3 separate regions of the Mus musculus genome follow, and all the other regions are linked to region 1. A link is a contact called in public HiChIP or PLAC-seq data. All regions are on one chromosome and are shown on one strand. Each heading gives the region's core, a stretch centred on a gene start, on an enhancer-like site or on the middle of the called end of the contact. The rest is flanking DNA. Distances are from core to core; before and after follow the strand shown. Region 1 holds the start of Mrps30 (mitochondrial ribosomal protein S30). Region 2 has its middle 80 kb from the start of Nnt. Region 3 has its middle 99 kb from the start of Nnt.

Region 1 (2,622 bases), core at 87-2,586:
GGTTATAGACATAAACGGATTACAAACACATTATCAGCTGGGGTGTAACTCAAAGACAGAGAGTATTCTAGTCCCTGAGTTCAACCTTCTGTACTACCACCCCATCAAAACCAAACAAAAACATACATTCTTTTTCACGTCCACACTGAACGAAAATTTCTGTTTACTGGGACCAAATCTTGACCCCTCAACCTACCAGATGTTGGGCCTGAAGGCAGCAACACTTACCGTGTGTCTTTTTCACTCTTCATTTATAAAATGAATCCATGATATGTACTCTGTTATTATGAGGATTAAGTAGGTGGCATTTAGAACATTTGGGAAAGGGATCGACACACAGTAGTAAATGCTAAGAAAATGTTAGTAACGCTGATAATATCTTATTTACCTTTCGACATTCTAGGGCCAAACAGTATTACAGTAATTCTCATCTTGATATTAAGGCAAAGTAAGAGAGGTTGATGTTTTACCCATGGTCACCCAGCTTTCGTGTGAAGCAGTCAAAAGACAACCGTCTCTTAGAAACTTTTGGCTGCTCAGACACAAAACCTGATCAAAGCATGGAAACGTGATGAGCTTCGGGTGAGACTAAACTTTAACAAGTAGTCCTTAGGAGGGCAGGCCGCCTGAAACTTGGTCCGTAAGTCCTAACTCAGTGAGTGCTACTGAACCTGCAGGAAAGCTTGGCCGACGGCGTCCCCACTTCCCCCGTTCAGGGTGGGAGTTCCAAGCTCACCGAGAGCGGCAGTGCTCAGGACAGGGTTGAGTGGAGCGAGCAGGTTCACGAGCGTCCTCACTACCTGGTCCAGGATGGAGGAGGCGAGGGCCTGGCGACGATCGAAGAGGGAGCGGGGCCGGCGGCGCCGCACGTAGACCTGCTCCTGCAAGATGCAGTCGCACACGGCGGCGCGCAGGGCGGCGAGGTCGAGCGAGGGCGGCGGCGGCGACAGCGCCGGGGCGGGCGGCAGGCCCGAGACAAACACGGTCTTGGTGAAGCTCTGGTACCAGCGGTCGGCGTTCAAGGCGGAGATCTGCGGATGCACCACGTACTTCTTGAACTGCATCTTGGTGAGAATCCGTATCTTCTCGTCCACCGAGGGGGCCGCGTGCACCGTCGCCTGCCAGCGCTGCACCCGCCGCTGCCGCGCCGCTTTGCTGTCGGCGGTCATGGAAGCCACGATCGGCGGGTACCGCGCGACGGGCGTCGCCACGACCTCCAGGTCTCTCACCTCCGGGGCCGTAGCGGACGCCTTAGCAGCGGCATTCTGGGACAATCCCCGGCCGCGGGGCACCAGCTTCCAATACCTGGCCGCCGCCATTTTCGCCCGCCGCGACCCGGAACTTGAGGTCAACTGGCAGGAATTGTTCCTCTTCGCTTGCCGTAGGGACCAATCGCTTCTTGGAGGCGGGTGCTCTGAGTGTCTGTGGTGCGTTGTGTCATCCAGTTTGCAACCAATCAGTATGCTCCTTGAAGTTTGTTGTATTCTTTTTGAGTATTTGTCTGCGATAAAAATTCGCTTACCCCAGATATTTTCCCACCGGTTATGCTCTGAAGAATGAAACAATTAAAGTCCTTGCTCGTAGGATGTTTTAGGAACTCGCACTTTTTTTCACACGCAAACATTCAGAAATATCCTCCAGCCGGGCGGTGGTGGCGCACGCCTTTAATCCCAGCATTTGGGAGGCAGAGGCAGGTGTATTTCTGAGTTCGAGACCAGGCTGGTCTACAGAGTGAGTTCCAGGACAGCCAGGGCTATACAGAGAAACCCTGTCTCCAAAACAAAACAAAACAAACAAACAAACAAAGAAATATCTTCCAAAGAGAAACTTAAAATCCATACAGTTCTGACGTCATTTGTGTACCTCATATAGTCTGTTACCCTCCATCACCTTTAGAACTAGAATTTTATGAAATACAACATGTCTTTACTTATTCTTGCTAATTATAAAAATTATATCAGCATCACTTACCTGTGAACGCGACTAAACTTTAGGAAAACTATTTCATACATTCTTCAGTGCTAATGAGGTAATATAATTTATTTTGAAACGGGGAAATGTGTTTTTAGTTGAATATACAAGACGTCGGGGAATACATGAAATAAATCATACTAAGCAATTTGTTTGAATTTTGCTGTGTATTAAACTCTTTACTAGTTTGAAATGAACTGATTCTTTACAATAAACTTAATAAAGAAGCTATTACTTTATTTTTCAGCCTAATATGATTCAAATCTTTTCAGTTGCATGCAAGGAAGCAGACATAAAGCCAAAAGCTACCCACTGTCTTAGGGGCAGAGGTGGTACTAGGTCCCAGGTTGTCTGCTACTCAAGCTGTTTCATTTAATGGATATTTATGAGTGCGCCCTATGTGTTACGGTGCTAAATGTCTTCTTACTTAGTGAGCCAAAGAGACCTTGCATTCTTTTTGTTTTGTTTTGTTTTGTTTGTTTTTCGAGACAGGGTTTCTCTGTATAGCCCTGGCTATCCTGGAATTCACTCTGTAGACCAGGCTGGCCTCGAACTCAGAAATACACCTGCCTCTGCCTCCCAAGGGCTGGGATTAAAGGCGTGCACCACCACGCCCGGCTGAGACCTTGCATTCTTAACAGGAAGGAAAAT
Region 2 (2,622 bases), core at 79-2,578, 940 kb after region 1:
GCAGGATATCGAAAATCAATCAGAAACTGACCAAGAGTCTCTTTTCCTGCTGTCGAACTTGCATAGTGGGGGAAGGTGCTATGCAGGCTGCTGGGTAGAAAAGACATCCGTGGCCTTACTCAGCACGGTTGTCATCCATGCTAGATAAGCAATCTACCAACCTACCCGTATCCCTAGTCCCAGCTTCTAGTGTGAAATGCAGCTCACTACATTTCTTTCAAAAAATGACACATCAAGGGTCCCTTTGACATCCCCATCCCCATTTTTAATCCACAAGAACTATGATGGTTTGTCTTCTGTTCTATCTCCCTGTCTCATGCAATATGGAAAAGCCTATAAAGACTTATCTACAGCCACCTCATTCTCTCAAGCTGGATTCAATGACAAGGTCCCTTTCCTGCTGTGTCATTTCCAAGCAGACTACCTACCATGTTATGAACCTGTATTCTCCTTGCAGTCTGCTCTAATGCCATTGAGCAGTATGGTATGGAAAGATTGAGTTATGACAGCTTTAAATGTGTTTATCTTTGTCTCGACTTACTTTATTTCTGGAGCAGGAGGGATATTATTACAGAGGAGCAAAAGGCATATGCCTAATAGTGGAGCCATGGCATTTACAGAAATTACCAAGCACTGATAATTTTAAGGGAAATGTGATTTGATTTTATTTTCTATCTGCCACAGAGTAAAAGAAGTTTGTGGTATACTTTGCCCTAGCTTCTCCAGTGAAAATTGCAATTAGTAACATACAGAGGAATTGCTTTTTAAAAACCATTTCATGAGTAATGCGTCAGTACAGAAATGTTGGCCGGCCTAGAAATGCTAACTTGTGTTCTTAAAACAAGAAGAATTATCAGTAGAGTGGCATTTTGACCTTTCTGTCTTTGTTTCGTGTGCGCTCCAACTACAAATTAATGATCCTTCCCAAAATTTGGCTGTAGATGTAATACCAAAGCATTGCTGATAAATGACTTGAAATTAGATGATAAGGCACTTTTTAATCTTCATAGGACAAAGGGAAAAAACCCTTCCCAAACCAGTTCAACATCTCACTAAATTTCCTAAAATACAAATTTCTGATGTAATTCCGTTCCTCTCACCAGATAAATTAAATAGGTCTTCCTTAAAATGTCTTTACATAAAACATTTGGGTGAACCTCAGGCTAAATTATTTGAACAGGGTGTCTAATATTTTCCTTGTGTGAATAGTACTAGTAACGGTCTTACATGAAGGCCATTAAATTTTTCACCCTAAATATAAATGGAAGTAACAGGAATTTTTTTCAAAATATTTTGAGTGTATCATGCCCTCGGCTTTGCATAGTTTCACTACCCCAATCCAAACTGAATTAGCCATGATAAAACTCCTGTATTTAAACCAAAGAACAGAGGGAAGACGTCAGAGAATGAAAAGGGGGAAAAATACAACTCAAACTGTACTCAATCTACCCTGACAGTCACTTGCTTTCTGTGTGTCCCCAGAAGAAAGTCATGGACAAGGAAAGACCTTAATGTAAAATCAAATTTCTATCTTTAGGGGAAATTCATGACTCAGAAGAGGAAGTAAGTTCAGTTGTATGAGAATAAAGCCATATCCTGGCACATCTGAGTTCGTGAACTATGAGGGAGTTAAAAATCTTCAGCAAAAAGCTAGATTGGAATAGCTGATCCAGGAAACTCTACAGGTCAAGCCAAGCCAGTAGGTGTCGGAGGGAGGATCGCACAGCATGAAACCCAGAGTGGTGGACAGTCTGCTCTTAAAGATGAAGTGCTCTTGGGGTTCAGGTTTTTTGTGTATAAGGCAAAATGGTAGCAGCTGGGGGAGGTGCGATGGGTCAGTGAAGGAAGGTACATGCTGCCAAGACTGACATCTTGAATCCGATTCTGCGAAGAGAAGCATCTCCTGTAAGTTGTCATAACCTCCACACACATGTACACATACACACAATGTTCAAAACAATAAGAAAAGGGTTTTCTATATTTTATTAGAGATATTTTTTTTTCCAGAAGTCACCATGTAAATGAAATTTAGTATCAACCTGATCCGGATTGAAGTCCTGTGGCCAATTTTCATGATAGGATTCACTTAAAGCCCAAAAGGTGGAAAAGATGACAAAGTAGTTATTAACCAGCAGCTATTCTTACTGTTATCTATTTGAGGAGAAGACAAACGGAGTCTTTCTATCCAGAATCAAAAAGAAAAATAAGACAAACCGCCAGAAAATGGGTCCTGAACAAAAGTGAATGTGAGACAGAAGCAAATGTAAGTCTCCTTCTGTCCTGTTTTGGCTTCCTTTCTGGTGCTGAGATAAAACACTCTGACCAAAAGAAGCTCAGAGGAGAAAAGGTTTACTTGACTTATACTTCTAGGTCACTGCCCATTATTGAGAGAATTTGGGGCAAACACTTAAGGTAGGACCCCGGAGGCAAAAGCCATGAAGGAGCTTGCTGGCTGGCTGGCTAGCTCGCTCACAGGCTTATGCTTAGCTAGTGTTCTTCTACAACCCTGCCTGCAGATGCCACCTCCTGGAGTGGGCCATCCCTCCGTCATCAATTAATAGCCAAGACAACCTCCCACAACCATACTCACAGGCCAGTCTGCTCTAGACAGTTCCTCAAGTC
Region 3 (2,622 bases), core at 78-2,577, 920 kb after region 1:
TTCCCATAGTTTATTTTTAAATATATGGTACCTAATTGTTATCTATAATCACCGTACTGTGATATTACATACCGAACTTGTTACTTGTAACTGTAACTTACTAACCTCTAATCAACCTCACCTAATCCCTTCCACTCTTTTACTTGAGCACCCACAGCCTACAAGTCACTGTCCTCTCAACATCTGTGACATCAACTTGTTTAGTATTTCTGGTTCTGAGCCTGGCTTATTTTATTTAACATAATGACTTCTAATTCCACTCACATAGTCACAAATAAAAGAATTTCATCCTTTGCATGATGGACTAGTATTCTATTATGTATATTTTCATACATTTTCTTTATCCATTTATCTGTTGACAGACAAATTGTTTCCTCTTCTTCACTGTCTTTAATTGTACTGAAATAAATATAGAAATGTGGATGTTTTGCTGACATGTTGATTTCATTTCTTTTGAGTATGAATAACCTGGGGTGGTATTTCTTAATCAGACGGTAATTCTATTTTTAAATTTTTGGGGAAACTGTTGCACAATGACTATACTAATTTATATTCATTCCAGCAGTATGCAGGGTTCCAATTTCATGCACTAAAATGTTCCTTTTTGATATGGTGTCTTAGTCACTGTTCTACTGCTGTGAAGAGACACCATCACTACAGAAACTGTTATAAAAGAAAGCATTTAATTGGGGACTTGCTTTCAGTTTCAGAGGTTTAGTACATTTTCATCATGGTGGGAAGAAGAGTAACATAAAGAGAGGTGCTGAAGCAGTAGCTGAAAATGCTGTCTCCTGATCCATGGGAGTGGTCTGTTGAAACCTCAAAGCCTACCCCTAATGACACACCCGCTCCGACAAGGCCAGCCACACCTCCTAATCTATCAAAGAGTTCTACTTCTGGTGATTAATCATTCAAATATATGAGCCTACGGGGGCCATTCTTATACAAACCACCACATACGTAATAATTCTGGGAGCTTAATATTTACAAATTGCATTGTAAAGTTATCACTTAGAGAACAAGCTAGTAGTGTAGACACTCTATCCATTGGAAGTCTCGTGACAACTAAAACAATTCAGAATTAACAATATAAATGATAGCCAATGATGCAGTGCCCATACATGCACAAATAATGCTGAATAAGCTGGACCAGTCTATGTAGGGAGAATAGCAACATTATAAAGAAAATACTGTCACTTTCCCCATTGTACTGCATGGAAACCAAGTCTGAAAAGTTTAGGTCTCCCTGGTGTGTGAATCATACAACTAAGATTGCAGGGATTAAAATAAGAATTCTGCATTTCATATCATAGGAACCTTTCTCTTTCTCTTCCTCTTTCTTCTCTTCCTTATTTTGTGAGACTGCTGAAAAAGTAATCGACCACGGAGCCACACCCCCATCCCAGAATCTTTTCTATTAGCCATGATTTTCTCTCAATAGTCTTGCTTAGAGATCTGTATCATAATTGCTATATAAAATTTTCATATTATAAAATAATGAAAATACAAACGTACCTCTGTCAAAACTATATCTCAAAATTTTTATGTTTATGAACTTTCAGCCAAGAGCCTGGCCAATTACAGGGATGAAAATGGAGAGGAGCCTGGGGAAAAGAAGGCCCAGCGACAGGCCCAACGTGGGACCCAGCTCAAGGGGAGGTCCCAAGGCCTGACACTATTACTGAGGATATGGAGTGCTCACAAAAAAGGATCTATCATGACTGCCCTCCGAAAGACCCAACAAGCAGCTGAAAGAGTCAGATGCATTTATTTGCCCCCAACCAATGGACAGAAGCAGCTGACCCCAGTTGTTGAGTTAGGGAAGGTTGAAAGAAGCTGAGGAGAAGGGCGATCCAGCAGGAGGACCAGCAGTCTCAATTAATCTCGACCCTGACATCTCTCAAACACTGGAAGATCAAACAGACAGCATACACCAGCTGATATACCCGCCCCCAACACACATTCAGTAGAGGACCTCCGGGTCTGTGTTCATTCAGAGATGATGCACCTAACCCTCAAGAGACTGGAAACCCCAGGGAGTTTAGAGGTCAGGTGAGGTGGGGGAGGGGCATCCACGTGGAGACGGGGAGGGGGAGAAAGTATGGGATGTGGAGCAGTCAGAGGGTGAATGGGGGACGGGGAATGGAATATGGAATGTTAAAAAAATGGTTTTTTAAAAAAGAAGAAAATATAGAGGGAATACTTAAAATACAGCATGGGCAAGAACTTTGCGAATAGGCCTTGTGCAGCATAATAAATAACTGCCAGAAATGAGAAATAATATTGTATGAAGTTAAGAAGGAAGCACTTTCCCAGCAAAGGAAGCAATCATCAGAGCTGTGGGGTATGAATAAGAATGGCCCCTATATAAATAAGAAGTCTCCTATATTTGAATGCTTAGGGTGCGGCACTATTTGTAAAGTATTAAGGGGTACGGCCATGTTGGAGTTAAGTGTGGCCTTGTCAGATTTAGTGTAGCCTTGCTGGAGGAAAAGTGTCACTGGAGGCAAACACTCAGACACATAGAAGAAAAATAAATATTCTTATAAAATAAGAAAAATTTGAAAATGTTTTTAACATCTATGCCATCGGGGACATGCAAATTGCTTTGAGATTCCATCC

What was found. HiChIP or PLAC-seq counts read pairs in DNA pulled down with a chosen protein or histone mark.
Region 2: an H3K4me3 HiChIP or PLAC-seq map of bone marrow-derived macrophages shows a contact between it and region 1, with 6 times the contacts expected there. The contact joins the enhancer-like site here to the promoter of Mrps30 in region 1. A contact is called at or near these places in 12 of 39 promoter capture datasets (the 3T3-L1 cell line, 3T3-L1-derived adipocytes, the SN4741 cell line and 7 more), 7 of 484 Hi-C or Micro-C datasets (bone marrow-derived macrophages, embryonic stem cells, hemogenic endothelial cells and 1 more), 23 of 115 datasets of contacts at active chromatin or transcription factors (the SCID.adh cell line, acute myeloid leukemia, bone marrow-derived dendritic cells and 11 more) and 3 of 9 other capture datasets (adipose tissue, embryonic stem cells and macrophages).
Region 3: a contact with region 1 is called in an H3K4me3 HiChIP or PLAC-seq map of bone marrow-derived macrophages, with 5 times the contacts expected there. The contact joins the enhancer-like site here to the promoter of Mrps30 in region 1. A contact is called at or near these places in 4 of 39 promoter capture datasets (3T3-L1-derived adipocytes, embryonic stem cells, hippocampal neurons and 1 more), 2 of 484 Hi-C or Micro-C datasets (bone marrow-derived macrophages and cardiomyocytes), 10 of 115 datasets of contacts at active chromatin or transcription factors (acute myeloid leukemia, bone marrow-derived macrophages, embryonic hindbrain and 5 more) and 1 of 9 other capture datasets (macrophages).

The regions. Positions count from the first base shown.
Region 1 is chr13:118,385,916-118,388,537 of GRCm38.p6, forward strand. It overlaps Mrps30 (mitochondrial ribosomal protein S30), which reads right to left and starts at 1,337. Exons shown (of 5, transcript NM_021556.3): 1 at 737-1,337. The coding sequence starts at 1,319.
Region 2 is chr13:119,328,098-119,330,719 of GRCm38.p6, forward strand. No RefSeq gene overlaps it. Among named protein-coding and RNA genes, the nearest start is that of Nnt, 80 kb to the right of the region's middle. Within about 2 kb of position 1,329, at least 8 of the 459 cell types and tissues checked have an H3K27ac peak or open chromatin away from gene starts, as enhancers often do. A contact at or near this core is called in bone marrow-derived macrophages, where this site is marked.
Region 3 is chr13:119,308,889-119,311,510 of GRCm38.p6, forward strand. No RefSeq gene overlaps it. Among named protein-coding and RNA genes, the nearest start is that of Nnt, 99 kb to the right of the region's middle. Within about 2 kb of position 1,328, at least 10 of the 459 cell types and tissues checked have an H3K27ac peak or open chromatin away from gene starts, as enhancers often do. A contact at or near this core is called in bone marrow-derived macrophages, where this site is marked.